Linked DNA regions of Mus musculus: region 2 is linked to region 1. The links are chromatin contacts, called in public HiChIP or PLAC-seq maps. All regions are on one chromosome and are shown on one strand. The core of a region is the stretch at or near the end of the contact, and the rest is flanking DNA. Distances in the headings are between cores, read along the strand shown. Region 1 has its middle 16 kb from the start of Sf3b5. Region 2 overlaps Plagl1 (pleiomorphic adenoma gene-like 1).

The links. HiChIP or PLAC-seq counts read pairs in DNA pulled down with a chosen protein or histone mark.
Region 2: a contact with region 1 is called in an H3K27ac HiChIP or PLAC-seq map of embryonic stem cells, with 19 read pairs. The contact joins two enhancer-like sites. A contact is called at or near these places in 4 of 39 promoter capture datasets (embryonic stem cells, hippocampal neurons, stem cell-derived epiblast-like cells and 1 more), 15 of 484 Hi-C or Micro-C datasets (the AML12 cell line, CD8 T cells, the MNK3 cell line and 11 more), 6 of 115 datasets of contacts at active chromatin or transcription factors (embryonic stem cells, pancreatic cancer cells and stem cell-derived neural progenitor cells) and 3 of 9 other capture datasets (adipose tissue, embryonic stem cells and pancreatic islet).

Annotation. Positions count from the first base shown.
Region 1 is chr10:13,020,963-13,028,674 of GRCm38.p6, reverse strand. No RefSeq gene overlaps it. Among named protein-coding and RNA genes, the nearest start is that of Sf3b5, 16 kb to the right of the region's middle. Within about 2 kb of position 3,759, at least 5 of the 459 cell types and tissues checked have an H3K27ac peak or open chromatin away from gene starts, as enhancers often do. A contact at or near this core is called in embryonic stem cells, where this site is marked.
Region 2 is chr10:13,105,014-13,112,725 of GRCm38.p6, reverse strand. Plagl1 (pleiomorphic adenoma gene-like 1) reads right to left here. Exons shown (of 6, transcript NM_009538.3): 2 at 6,833-6,871; 3 at 176-207. Among named protein-coding and RNA genes, the nearest start is that of Hymai, 18 kb to the right of the region's middle. Within about 2 kb of position 4,570, at least 58 of the 459 cell types and tissues checked have an H3K27ac peak or open chromatin away from gene starts, as enhancers often do. A contact at or near this core is called in embryonic stem cells, where this site is marked.

The DNA of each region.
Region 1 (7,712 bases), core at 2,510-5,009:
GTTTTCCTAAAAAGAAGAGAGAGAGAAAGAAAGAAAGATAGAAAGAAAGAAAGATGGACAGACAGAAGGAAGAAAAGAAAAATGTTCAATAAAGTACCATGAAGTATTGTCTACATTGCTAAAGTAAGTCCAAATAACCATGACTGGTTCTGGCTGGTCTAGACATGAGGGAGGTCTAAGAGAAGGAAACTGAAGCACACACACACTCTCCTCAAATAAAGTAAACAAAACCTCACAAGAGAAAGGAAGCAGAAAACAAGATTTGCTGACTCACTACCCTAGGGCTTCCAAGTTAGTCCTTAATATAGAGCAGCTGAAACCAGGAAGAAAAGTCCATGTTGCCTTGTGGTTTGCCAATGCCTCACTCCTCTCATTGGTTGGGGGAGAAGGGGAATGACCCCAGATATGATTGAAGTTAGAAGTTTGCTGTGGCTCTAAACCCTCAGGTCCCGGTATTATACAGATAGTGGATATTGCAGTGAATCTGGGTATATATGCTTCCAGGTTAACTCCAGATAAGGGATCTCCAAGGCTTCTGATTGTACAGGTGGACGCCTTTATTCTCTTTACTTGTTATCATTTCATGTGTGCCATCACTATCTAGAATGTAAAATGAGTGTATACATGAGGGTGGCCAGTCTAGCTTTCTCTGAACCCTGTCTTCCGGACAGTCCAGGCTGAGATGGAAATCAGGCTCCTCCTGTCTCAGCCTCTTGAGTGATAGGACTACAGACGTGTACAACACTTGCGGCTAAATATCAAGTTCTAACTATGAATGCCAAGGCTCTTCCTTCCCCTGGCTTAGGCTGTCAACTGCGGTTTGAAAATATTAAGTGGGAGAGGAGCCAGCAGTGAGAAGGGTTAGCACGTTGTACTTGACATCAAGCCTTGAAGACCCAAGTTCATGGTGCAAGGAGAAATTTACTCTTGCAAGCTGTCCTCCCATTCATTCATGTACACACAATTTATACATGGATAGATGAATATATTAAACATTTAGAGAGTTAAATGGTAAATCCCAGAAACAAAGAACTCATTAGTATTAAACGGATTTTACTGTGTATAATTAACGTTGGTCTATCTTATTATTATAAGTTATATTAAAAATTTGTTCTACCAAACATATAGATTAAACTTCTGTAAGTGTATATATTGAAAACATATACGAGGTTCCATTCTATCTTAGCCTCACATATCTAGTGGGCAGCTTTAAATGAACATAGATTATCAATGTATGTATATATATATATATATATATATATACATACACACACACTCACTCACACACACACAAATATGGTAATATAAGAGTATACTTGGGCACTAAACAAAGAAAGAATTTTAAAAGCAGTAAGGGAAAAAGGTCAAATAACATATAAAGGCAGGCCTATCAGAATTACACCAGACTTCTCACCAGAGACTATGAAAACTAGAAGATCCTGGGCAGATGTTATACAGACCCTAAGAGACCACAAATGCCAGCCCAGCAAAACTCTCAATTACCATAGACGGAGAAAACAAGATATTCCATGATAAAACCAAATTTACATAGTATCTTTCCACAAATCCAGCCCTATAAAGGATAATAGATGGAAAACACCAATACAAAGAGTGAAACTACACCCTAGGAGAAGCAAGAAAGTAATCTTTCAACAAACCCACACAAACATAATTCCACCTCTAACAAGAAAATTAACAGGAAGCAACAATCACTTTTCCTTAATATCTCTTACTATGAAAATTAATATTAACAACATATTCTAATTGATTGAAATTCAAAAATATGAGGAGTTAGAAATTTGTCAGTTGTCATCCCGTGGTCTCTCTAATTTGGCAATGGAAGAAATAGGTCCAATATTGTACAATCCATATACACTTTCTGCTTATTTGTACATGTCAGGGTCTTGCTGTGTGCCATATAATGGTCTTGAAATCATGCTTCTCCTATCTCAGCCTCTCTATTAGTAGGACTATTTATTTGATGTTTTTACACTATACTATGGTTTTCAGAACAGCTTACACATTTCAAAATTATTTATACAGCCAAAAGAAATGTAGACAATTAATTTGGGAGGTGGCTTGTAAAAGAACAGTAAAGAGTGAGACTGAAGGCTTTGCTTGATATTGATAATTATTGTATCAATTTTGAAGAAGATGACTTTATAAATTACTCTTATTCTGAGATGAATGCTTTTCAAAATCATCACATCCAATGAACCAGAATCTTGCCCTCACCTAACGTCTGTGCCACCCTCCAAGCAGAACCATTGCTCACTGAAACAGTTGATGAATGGCTTCATGGATAGACCATCTTACTACACACACCATTCCTTAAATGAATGTGACCTGTTCCCTGTGGGCTGAGAATGACGACAATCACTCAAGTCAAGTAGCTTTGACAGTAGCAGGAAATCTGTATCCAAAAATCGTGCCTACAATTCATTCCTTGGTGCAGCAGAACTGTCAACTCTTAGCTTAGCTACTATGGAGGTAAAATCCTTTGGTGATGAGAGGAACATTCAAGTCCAGCCTTATTACAATGAACTCCAGTGTCCAAACACTGTTCTTATTTTGTGTTTGTACCACTAGATTGTAAGCTCTATTAAAAACAAAACAAACAAACAAAAAGACTTTGTCTATTTATGTTCTTTAAAAAAGTAATAGTGATATATTATTTTAAAATATCATACAGTTAATATATTTTGAGTTATTTAAAATTTATACTGAGAAAAGCGTATGTACTTTCAGTATTGCTGTAGACAAACATCTACATAAGACTGTTCAGTTGTGTTCTATCAAACAACTTTTATAATACTCATTTTTATTGTTACAATACTTTATAAATTTTAAAGATATGATAAAAACATAAGGTATTGCAGGTTTTGATGGGGGGCTCTCTGGGAGGAGTTGGGGTACAAAAGGGAAAGAAGAATGTGATGTAAGTCTATTTACTCAAAATATGTTTTTAAATGTTAACAAATTCAGATAAATTGAAATTATGTATCTTTTCTCATCATTATGCAATAAAACTTAAATCAAAGGGAAAAAAGAGTATATTTAGGGATATATATATGGAAGATGGTCATGTTTTTATATCGACTTGATATATTGATCACTACTGACTTATATTTCTTGGGGTTTTGTTTGTTTGTAATTATGGCTGGCTGGATGTGCAATACAAACATGGTCTTTGAGTCTGTCAGGCAAGTGCTCCACCACCAAACTAGAGCTCTACCCTGTCCCCTGTCCCCTGTCATCCAGTGTTGTCATTGAGGTGCCACCCCCACCCCTACTCCCAAGAAAAAAAGCTGCTTCAGGGTCTGAGAACCTGAGTCAATCCAGTGGAGTAATGTTGCAGAAGGAGAGATTTAACTCTCTTGAGTTGTCCTCTGTCCTGAACACAGACACAGACACAGACAGACACAGACACAGACACAGACACAGACACAGACACAGACACAGACACAGACACAGACACAGACACAGACACAGACACAGACACAGACAGACACAGACACAGACACACACACACACACACACACACACACACACACACACACACACACACACACACACACACTTTAAAAAGGAGTTATCTTAAATGACCTCTTCTTTCAGCATGGGTTTTTTTGTGCTTTGGTTTTAGACCTCTTTATGGGGTCATTTTCTCATTTACAAACACCTGGGAGTACAGAGAGCTGTTACATCTTTTGTATTTTTCTCCTTTGAGTCTACTGAGAGGACCATCCTTTTTCCTTTGTGTTGCATGATGGGAGGAGTCACAGTCACCAGGGGTACCCAGAGCACTTGGCTGATTGCAGCAGGCAGCTACAGGTGGGAACAGTTCCTCAATGATGGTTCCAGATACCAAGGTGATTCTAGAACGCCGACTCCTGGGTTCAGGATCTACATCAGTGTTCTCGGCCTTACTAATTAACGCTGCAGCCCTTTAAGACAGTTTAAGCCTTAGGCTGTGGTGCCCCCTAACCATAGCATTCTTTTCGTTGCTACTTCCTAACTGCAGTTTTGCTACTGTTATGAAGCATCAAGTAAATATCTGATGAGCTGGATATTTGATATTTGACCTCTGTGAATAGGTCATTTGATCATCCCCCACACACAAAGGACTAAGTCCCACAGGTTGAGAAACACTGCTCTAGGAAATTTGTCTATACTTCCTTCACCATTATCATCCCACACATATCACAAGTATTTATTTAATTTTAGAAAAGTTCAGTCCTGTAATTATTTAGTGTGTAAGAGAGAGTGTTTTCAGGAGTCGCTTCTCTCGTTCCATGTGTTGGTCCCAGAAATTGAATTCAGGTCATCAGGTTTTATGCCTTTGGCAAAGGAGCCATCCCACTGGCCCTCCACACGCACTTGTGGGCTTGAGTTCTGAGGAGAGCTGAAGATAACTTTGAACTCCTGATTTTCCTTCCTCTCTGTTGTGGCTAGCCCTGGGGCTAATTATACTTGATGTTAACTCAGTTCTCCCGTAGGGGCTGCGCACAAGGAATGAGTCAGCACTCAGGTGATTTCCTGTAAACCTGCTTCCCACCTTAATTTGTAAAATAAAGGAGAGCTGCTGATTGGGCAGATAAAGGGAAGGTAGAGGAGAGAGAGAGAAGAAGGAGAAAATGGAAGAGGGAGAGGACACAGAGGAGGAGGAGGAAGAAGAAAAGCAGAGCAGAAGCACGTGGCCTGGAGAAACCCACAAGTTCTAAGAGATCATATAGATGTGGAAGATGGTAGTGGAGCGGTAGATCTGCCCAATCTAGGCGCACAGCATGTAATCATATTACCTGTGTTGTGTTTTCATTGCCGGGGCATATTTGGGTTGGACATTTACCCCAACACTCTCATTAAGAGCTGGGATTGTAGATGGTGCATACCACAGCCCCTGGTTTATGCAACACTTGAGCCTTTAACTCAGAACCTCTTGCATTCTGGGTAAGTACTCCACTCAGCTGCACCCCTGAAATCTCCGTTTTTAATTTACTTACTCAGTTAATATTTCTATTTGTTTCTTTATTCACTCATATTCTTCGGTTATTAAAGTAAATTTCATTGTGTACATGTATTGCGTATGACATACAAAGGCTCAATTGCATGTAATCCTATGCTACATTAAACATGCTCTCTCCCATATGCCTTACCCTCTCCTTTATCTCCTGTTTTTAGTGTCTCCTAAACATTTTTTGAGTTTAAAATTTTTTTATATGAACCAGTGTTTTCCCTGCCTGTATATCTATGTACTACACACATCCGGGGTCTGCAGAGATGCAAAAGTGTGATTGATCCCCTGGGACTGGGGATAAATATGGTTGTGAGCTGCCATGTGGGTGATAGGAATGAAAGCTTTCTGCTAGAGCAGCAAGTGTTCTTAACTGCTGAGCCATCTCTCCTAGAGTTTTAATTTTTTTCCATTCATTAATTTATTTGTCCACTTTACATCCTGATTGCAGTGACCTCCAGTGACCCGCCCTCTCCTCCAAGTGTCCCCTCCCCCCTCCCTTCTCCTCTGAGAAAGGGGAGCTGGTTACCAACCTAGTCAGGCACCTGAAGTCACTGAAGCACTAGGCACATCCTCTCCCCCTGAGGCCAGACAAGGCAGACCAGTTAGGGGAACAGGATCCACAGGCAGGATAAGTTCCCCACCTCCAGGGTAAGCAGGTGTTGGGGACCTGCGTGAAGACAAAGCTGTACATCTGCTATATATGTGCAGGGGCCTAGGTCCAGGCCTTGTATGCTCTTTGGTTGGTGGTTCAGTCTCTGGAAATCCTCAAGGGCACAGGATAGTTGACTCTGATGGTCTTCTGTGGAGTCCCTATCCCTCTGGGTTCCTCAGTTCTTCCCCTAACTTACATAAGACTTCCTTAGCTTGGTTCAATGTTTGACTCTGGGTCTCTGCATCTGTTTTGGTCAGCTGCTTGGTGGAGCCTCTCAGAGGACAATTATGCTAGGGTCCTGTCTGTGAGTGCAGGCTGGCAGTTACAAGCATAGCCTGATGCTCCAAGGTAGGAAGGCGGTAAAGAGAAGAGGTTTTTCTGCCCATGCATTGGAATGAGAAACATGCAGCAATCATGAAAGATCTCCAGGAGCTAGAGCCAGCAGGCTCTGCCCTGAGCGCGAGAGAGCCTAGGAGGTTGGCAGGAGCTAGCTGAACAGGCTAGCTGATAAGTTTAGGACAGGAAAGTCTGTGTCCAGAAATTGTGTTAGCCAGACAAATTCTAAAGTCATAAAGCTAAGGGTGTGGTTTTTATCTGAGGATTCAAAAGTCTCAGGTAGAGCTGGTAATGCGACCCCGCAGGAGCAAAGGCCAGAAGGAAAGGGAACTAGGCCAATGGTGGAGGTTTGGCGGAGCTAGGCCAGAGAAACAGAAGAGGCACCAGGAGGGGCCAGAGTGCTGGCAGCAGCTCCCAGGCCACAACAGTTCCTGGGCTAGCTGGGTCAGTGCTGGCAACAGCAATCAGGGCTAAGCTGGGAGGTGCTGGGGGCAAGATCGAAGCTCTTGTGCAAAAACTACACACATCATTAGAAAAACAACAACACAATGAAGGATGCACCAATGTAGGGGAGAGCCAGGGCAGGGAGACAGGAGTGGGTGGGTTGGTGAGAGAGCACCCTCTTAGAAGCAGGGGGAGAGGAAACTGGGATAGGGGGGTTCCAGATGGGAAACCAGGAAAGGGGATAGCATTTGAAATGTAAATAAATAAAATATCCAATAAAATATCCAAACAACAACAAAAGAAAACACGCTTCTAAGAGGTAATAATAACATATGGCAAAGTAAAATGTACTATGATTAGAATAAAAACCTACCATATCAGAGTTGGACAAGATAAGGAGAAGGGAAAGAGTCCAAGAGAAGGCACAAGAATAGAGAGCCACTCATTCACAGACTCAGGAATCCCATAAACAGACTATACTGGAACTCAGTGTATGTGTAGAGGACCATGTAGGTCCTGTGCCTGCTGCTTCAGTCTCTTAGTTCATAGGCTCTTTGCTCCTGTTCATTCAGAGGGCCTTGTTTCCATGGTGTCCTTCAATCCCTGCTGGCTTTTTATACTTCCTCTTCCATAGGGATCCCAGAGCCCTCTGGGGAGGGATTTAAAAAAAACAGACAACCCATTTAGGGCTGAGTGTTTCAAGGTCTCTCCCTTTCTACATCATGTCTGTCTGTGGGTCTCTGTATTTTTTCCCCATCTGCTGCAAGAAAAGTTTTCTCTGACGCTGGCTGAGCAAGGCACTGATCTGTGAGTATAGCAAATGTCATTAGGTGTCATTCTATTGCTACTTTATTTCTGTTGGACTAGTATTATTTGGTGTTATGCTAGGTCCCTTCGTTAGCCAGTCGCAGGTACTTAGCCACCCAAGCAGAGTTGGGTATGGGTTCCTTCTTCTAGGGTGAGCCTTAGGTCAAATCAGATACTGATTGGTTACTCCTACAAATGATGTGACACCATTGCACTAGTACATCTGGCAGGCAAAACACCAAATAATGGTAGTGGTAGACTGGAGAGTTTCTGGCTGACTTGGTGATGACATTGTTCTTTTAGTCACATGCAGAGCACCTTCCTGTACCAAACAAATGGTTGAAGGCTCTATGTAGACATCATCTTGGCTTCTCCATATTCACTAAGTGCACAGGAGTGAGACTGTCTGAGCAGAAGGAGACTCAGACCTCCTTCTCCATATTCATTGAGTGCACA
Region 2 (7,712 bases), core at 3,321-5,820, 83 kb before region 1:
CCCTAGCTAGGACATCTGGGACTGAAACCAATCTGTCAAAAACAAACAACAAAGGCCACCTGGGTTTGGAGAGGGAAGCTTAGGCATTGGAGGTGCTGGACCTCCAGTGTTTAGTACCCTGGAGCAGATAGAGCAGGAGATCAGAGACAGGGGGTTGGTGTTAGCGTATACTCACAAGATTAACTCCTCTGACTCCTATGCAAATACCTAGGGAGGGAAAGGCACACAGGGTTATTTTAAGCCCTTATCTTAAGTTCTAAATTGCCAAAACCAAACAAACAAAAACGGAAAGGAAGCCTACTTGGAAGAGGCAAGATGTAGGCCAGAGCAGTTGCAGGCCAAGATCTAGGAAACCGTGTTTCCTAACCTAGGTAGGCCTCCCAGTCAACAAGCTGGGACAGGGGGCGGCCAGCTGATTTCCCTAAAATGAAAATGATGAGACCTGAGGTACTTCGGCTGTGGCTGCACGTCTGAGACCTATAGAACAGGTTTATGGAACAGTGACCGTTCACAGAGCAGAGTTGGCTAAGACAGTCCTGGTGGGTAGCCACCTACCTTCCCATCTGTGGTACAGAAAACCTTGGGGGGAAACAATGGGAAAAATGCTAAAGAAAGGACCAGGCCACTATTTTGGTCCAGAAAGAACTTTCCCATGGCTTCCTTGAAACATCAACCAGCCTGGCGAACTAGAAGCCAGGCGTCAGGACTATGGAAGGGCCATTGCCACATGCTGGTGCCTGAGGTTCACACTGGTCTCTGTTCTTAGCCTGGCTCCCCTTCCTTCTAAATCACAATGGCCCTGTCAGCGTCACTTTTTCTAACAGGCCAAGGTATCCATCCCTGTCGCCGGCCTGTTTGGAATCCCTCAATAGTCTCGTTAGTTTCTGTCAATTGCAACCAAGAGACCTGCCTAATCAGAACCACTGAAGGTTCTTAGTCTGGAAAGCAGTGTGTTCAGGCTTGTGTCACAGAAAGAGACCACACACAGCAGGCACTGACTACTCCCTTGGATTCATCACTGCTATACATTACAACAGGTAAACAGTAATTGCCAGTGGGGGTAAGGGGGGGTTACCACCTCCACCAACGAAAAACTGCCCATGGAAAACTTAATGGAGCCTTTCTGCAGCTCCTCTGTAACACCATCTACAGAGTTTCTAATCTTCTCTGAATTACAACCAGCAGCTCTCCTGCACACTGGGAACTCAATAGACGGGCCAAATGAGAAGCATTTAAAGAAAACAGCAGAAAATGACAGGGATTTTAATGTGGCTCCAATTTACATGGTGATTGTGTGTGTGCTTCATGAATCACTTTTAATTCCTGCTACTGAGACAAAAGGAGAGAATTTTACCTTGGTAAGTGCTACATAATGGGCCAATTATGTTATTCTTTCAATATAGTATGTTTGTTATGATGCAAACACCCATCATTTCCAGTATTGTTTTAAATACTGGTAGGGAAAAGAGCTACGTTGGCTAATTTTAATAATTTTCAATATTCTTCTCCCTTTTGCTTTAAACCAATAATGGAGAAGGGAAATAGTCTTAAAGATTTATTTATTTATAATGTGTATGAAGGTTTGCCTGAAATGTATATAAATGTACCATATGTGAGCCTAGTACCCACAGAGGTTAGAAGACAGCGTCAGATGTACTGGTCATTGTAAGCTGCCATATGGGTGCTGGGAACTGAGCCCTGATCCTCTGGGTTGAACAGTAAACATTCATTACTGCTGAGTACATCTTACCAGCCCCAGCAAGTAATTTTTTTTCCAATTTTTTATTAGGCATTTTCTTCATTTACATTTCAATGTAATATGGTACTGTTTTCTTTAAATGCTATCCCGAAAGTCCCCCATACCCTTCTCCTCCTGACCCCCCGCTCTCCTACCCACCCACTCCCACTTCTTGGCCCTGGTGTTCCCCTGTACTGGGGCATATAAAGTTTGCAAGACCAAGGGGCCTCTCTTCCCAATGATAGCTGACTAGGCCATCTTCTGCTACATATGCAGCTAGAGACACGAGCTCTGGGGGTTACTGGTTAGTTCATATTGTTGTTCCACCTATAGGGTTGCAGACCCCTTTAGCTCTTTGGGTACTTTCTCTAGCTCCTCCACTGGTGGCCCTGTGTTCCACCCAATAGCTGACTGTGAGCATCCACATCTGTGTTTGCCAGGCACTGGCATAACCTCACAAGAGACAGCTATATCAGGGTCCTTTCAGCAAAATCTTGTGGGCGTATGCAATGGTGTATGCATTTGGAGCCCAGCAAGTAATTTTAATGATATTCTTTAGATAGTGTTTTTAATGCAGTATCATATTTAGTGACTGAAAACAATTACAAACGGGCTTGGAAAAAATTGGTCTTTCACATGTCACCAGGCCACTCAAAGAACACCGTGCATGTTATGACAACTCCTTCTTCTGTGTAAGAGGTGGATGGCTTTAGTGTGGGCTTCAACTCAGAAAAACAAGGACAGACGCAAGACTGACCAGGGAGAGCTGAGTGGGTAGGCGACTGACAGCTTAGTGAAGGCATGTTTACTGTGCAGAGGACAGAGGAGATCCAGATGACATTGAAGACAGAGGTCACATCAGGAGTGACAGCAACCTTAGAGGGATATGTAATTAAAAAAGCCAGAAGAGGCACCGCTGGGGAACTGAAATGCTATGTGTGGGTAGGTAAGGAACACATGAGCTCAGGAATGTCTCTGTCACATGTCACCCTGTCACATCCCAGCCAGGGGTCAGTCCTGAAGTGTTCTCAGGTTCAGACAGGCAATAAGCAGCACACTGAAGAACAGTTATGGGATCAGATCCCATGCCTCCTGCATTCTGCCTAGCCCCCCTCCTCCCAGGCTTCCTGGGCTGGGAAACAGTGACAATGATCTACCTAGTTAGAGTGCAAGCCCCTTGGCAGAGAGTTGATGTGAGAATAATTCAGCAATTGGGTGTGATTTAGGGTCCTATGAAATCAAAGTGGCTGCACAGGATAAAATTCTTCCTCAGTTTCCACTTGGGGGTAGATAGGCAGCAATGCCAGTGAGAGGAGGGGGGGAGGTTTTATTCTGTATTATCAGCATATCATAGAATTAAATCATCTCAACTGCAGCTTTATCTGTCTCAAGTGATAATTTCAGTCAAGGGAAAGTCTACAGAACTCTTAATTAAAAGCCTGGTCATCTTCTTAGGGAAAATATCTACACATGACACTCACTAAGAATCTTTTAGAAAGGAACGATATCAGAGGTTGGCCCCAAAAGGGACATTGCCCTATGCTTTTAAATGCCTCCTCTAGAGGGGCTGATGGAGGCTCGCAAACTTATGAAGGCAAAAAAAAAAAAAAAAAGTGTTTGATAATACGCCATAAAGGAACAGCAACAGCATTGATCAGGTTCAATAGACCAATCAGGTTTTCCTAAAATGTAGCATTTGCAGTGGAAGCCTGGTTAAGTAGTTACATTCATAGGATGTACAGAGAGCCATCAATCCCCATTCATCCAGCCACATTTACTGAGCCAAGAACTTTGCTGGGCTTGAAGATATAAAAATGAATAGGACACAGCTGCTTTACCTCTAGCTAAAAGAATACACCTAAACAAAGAGCTCTGGGGGACGTGTTAAGTGCTGTGGTTGAGGTATGCACAAAGGGCTGGGGCCAAAGGAGGGAGCCATAAATTCTTTCTGGGAAATCAAGCATCAGGCCAGTGAGGGAAGAGAGCTAAGAAAGGGTGGGGTATTTCCTTGCCATAAACCAGAGCTCCTACTTTACCATGTTCTGAAAAGGAAGGTAGTTAATTTTAAGATTTACAAACTATTGTTACTCCAGGAGCTATCTCCGTCCACTGTCTGTCGCATTTGTTTCCGACACACTCTGCGGACATTCTCAGCAGTTCTGGGACTAGAAAAAAAAAAAAAACTCCATGATGTGTAATCATTGTATCCCTGCAATAATCACAAGACAGAATGGGTCCCCGCCATGAACTTAGATCTCAAGTTCAAAGATGTTTTGAAACAAACAAATGAAAAACAAACTTTGAAGGAGCCAGCCATGCCATTAATGCTTCTTCTTGGTGGAAAGAAAGGAGGGGATCACCTGATTATATCATGGTTCGCATTTGTCTTTCTGTCTGGGTTTTAAAAAGAGAAGGGCACGTTGAATGGCCGGCTACTTGCCGTCATTCATTATGCATACCATATTCCTACTTATAGCATAGTTGGGACAAAACCCCCATTGTTCATTACACACTAGCCCCAAACTTGAGTCATTCTAATGTAAGCATGAGAAACTCCCGGCTCCTTTGGGGTGAATTTCCAAATTCCTCTGTGTTAAATTGAGGTCTAATTTTTCCTGTGCCTGGTTTTCACAAGAAGGTCCATTCCACCCCATGCGCTCCCTTTCAGCTGTCAATAAACAGAGGCAGTGAATTCCCCACAGCTTTACAAAGCTAGTTAGGCAGACCCATTCACTCCTTCAGGAAAACAGCGCATTGATTTCAGCCAGTTCCCAGGGTGCAGCAGGAACAAAGAGATCAAAGGCCCACCTCTCTCTCCCTCTAAAGCTTTCATTAAGGCCCAGCCCAGACAAACTGCGACAGGTCTCCTTGAGACCAGGAGAGGGCCGGGCAGACCACCTCATGGTTCAATTCAAATTCATCTGTTTCCTACATTCCAGTGACAGTCCAGAATGCTAACCGTGACAAAACGATACAATCGGCTGGCATAATATACTGCTCACTAGTTCATCCAAGGTCAGGGGGAGAAGAGAGGCCTGGAGGAAAGTCCTAGGTTTCTAGATCCTGCTGGGCCTCAATGGCTCCCTGACATTCCATAAATAAACTTCTTCTCTCTCGCTCTCCCTTTCTCCTTCCATGGTATCTTTACGAATGGTGATCCACTTAACCGTCTGAAATTTCTTTTCTCCACTGAACCCAAACTCTCTGGAAAGTTTCTTCCCAACCTAACAGTTGTATAGGTGTGGTGGAAGGTCCCCCGACCAGCCCCTTATCAATCCACTCCTGTGTTCCAGCAAAGCCCCTACACTGTACAAGTTCCTGGTTACTTCAAGTGAAAAGTGTAATTTCTAACTTCTAGACGTTCCCGAAGGCACCGTCCCCAGGGAAGGCCACACAGCTCAGAGAAGAGTATAGTTTGTATAAATTCTGTTTGCTAAACAGAAATAGGAACAGGGGCGAAACAGTTACCTTTTTTTTCCCCTTTAACTTGGGGAATCTAGCTGGGTAGCCAGGTCCTAAATAGTGGTCTCTGTGTGAAGGAGTGTTTGCACGTTTGTGGGAGTGAAGAGGGCTAGCCAGGGGCAGGGCGAACCAACAGAGTCTGAAAGAAAATATGTTTTCCCAAGGGGGGGTTACCTCTATTAAACAAACATAATTAAAAGGGTTTCTAAATTTGCCCTTGAATTCAGAACTGCTCCTTTGAGGCGACCTTCACCAAACCCTGTAATGAAATGTGTTCGTGTCTGTCACTCATCCTGAGTAAACAGGAGAGATGGCTTACCTTTCAAAATTCCTAAACCGAAGAGAAAATAAACAATATTGGAACTAAAGGTATGGAAAACCCACTTCTTGATGCAGAACACACCCTTCCCACATGCCCAGTTCCAAGCTTCAGTACTGTCCTAGGGCTCACCACAGATTTCCTGAGCCCTGAATTCACTGATTCTTGTCTATCTTTAACTACTACAGAGGTACCACAGAGAGTAGTCAACAGCCCTCTGTGAAAGGCTTCCACTTATTTTCAAGGTTAGACAGGAATGAGCTTTAAAAAGGCCAAAGTGGCGATTGTGATAGCACACGCTGGTAATCTCAGCATGGCCCTCAGACGCTCACAGTGTTGGGTCACGAGTTCAAGGCCAACCCTAGGCTCAATAACGAGAGCCTCTCTCAGAAAACTAAAGAAGGAGAAAAAGAGACAAAAGGGGAAGGGAAGAAGATGATAAAGGCAGGGAGGGGAGACAGGTGCCTGTGACAAAGACAAGTGACTGTTTTATCAAGAATGTTAAGCTAAATCTGTCCATTGACGTACTTTAGGTTAAGGGGTTACACTAACATCTCTGTTTTCCTAGTCTTCTGAAATGGAGACAAAAATATCTGTCAGGAATTTCTTTACAAGGTACTGTGAAATTAGCATGCCTCCAAAGCTTGCTCATGACAGGAAGCTGGTCTTATGATCGGCGTCACATAATTGCAGGTCACTCTGACTCAAACAAGGTTCTCTGGAAACTCATTAAGCTCCTCTACATCAAATTATTTTTCAGAAGTACTCATGAAATTTACTACTTTAAGAAAGCCTGTGGCCAGGGTCAAACACACTCATGGGCTCACTTACCAATCTTTCAGAAGCATTTGCAAAGAACTGCGATATTACAACTTGATCCTCCTCTTACAACTGACTGAGGCATTATGAACGTGTTTCTCAGAGAGGAGAAAATGGGCTCTAGCAAGGTGAAGAGACTTGCCAGTGTCATACAGCAGGAGGATGGAAACTCCAAGTGTTCAGTCTTCAGATCTCACACTGCTCCCATTATACACAGACGCTCTGTACCATGGATATAATTATCCACTGAAGTCCTCTTTCCCCAACTACACTGAATAAGCAATCATGTTACTACCCTCAAAATAATCCATCTCCTAGCATTAGGGATCCACTGAAAAAGGACCTTAAAAATACCAATCTATGCTCCAAATAAGGAAAATAGTTTACCCCAGGTCATAAGATATTCCTTTGGGATAAGTGAAGGCAAGATCCTGGGAAAGGGGATTAAAAAAAAAAGGAGGGGAAACAAAAGAAATAAATAAATATGAACTTACGAAGCCGATGGCACGCTGAAGCAATCAAGCAGGAACAACCTGAAAGCAAACAAAGAGTACTCATTGACACAACAGTATTCACACAACAGTTGGGCGTGTGCCTTGGATGACAGTAATCTTGAGACTGTTGGAGATCCGAGGTCACTTTTAAGACAGCCTTGACTTAATTTCCCCCAGCATCAAGATTTTGCAAAACTGTATATTATGTTACAGATAAAATGCTGTTAATACAATCCAGAGTCTTTTTCGATGTCTCCAGTTTTATTGGATGTGTCCATTGACTTGTATACATTTATCACAGGCTCATATCACCACCAAAGTCGAGATATAGAGCGAGTCCACCACCTCAAGCCCCCCCATAACTCCCAATAACTCCCACCATCAAGCTCATGCCTGCTTCAACATTAAACATGAGTCCACCAATTAAGAAAGAAAAGACACCTCTCAGACTTAAGAGACTGCTACCAAGCTGTGCATTAAAGCATGATTAAAGAATTCTCTTTGTATGCATTGGGATAAGTTTTAAAGTCTCTTTCTTCTCATGGCTATTTCAGGATAAACAACTTATTTTAAAACCAAACATGGACATGATCTCTTTTTTTTTTATTAGATATTGTCTTCACTTACATTTCAAATGCTATCCCAAAAGCCCCCTATACCCTCCCCCCACCCTGCTCCCCTACCCACTCACTCCCACTTCTTGGCCATGGCATTCCCAGGTACTAAGGCATATAAAGTTTGCAATACCAAGGGGCCTCTTCCCAATGATGGCCGAATAGGCTATCTTCTGCTACATAGGACATGATCTCTTAATTTGCATTCCATATTTTCAACGTAGCTCTAACAAGAAACTTTTAGATATTTACCATAGGATCAAGTA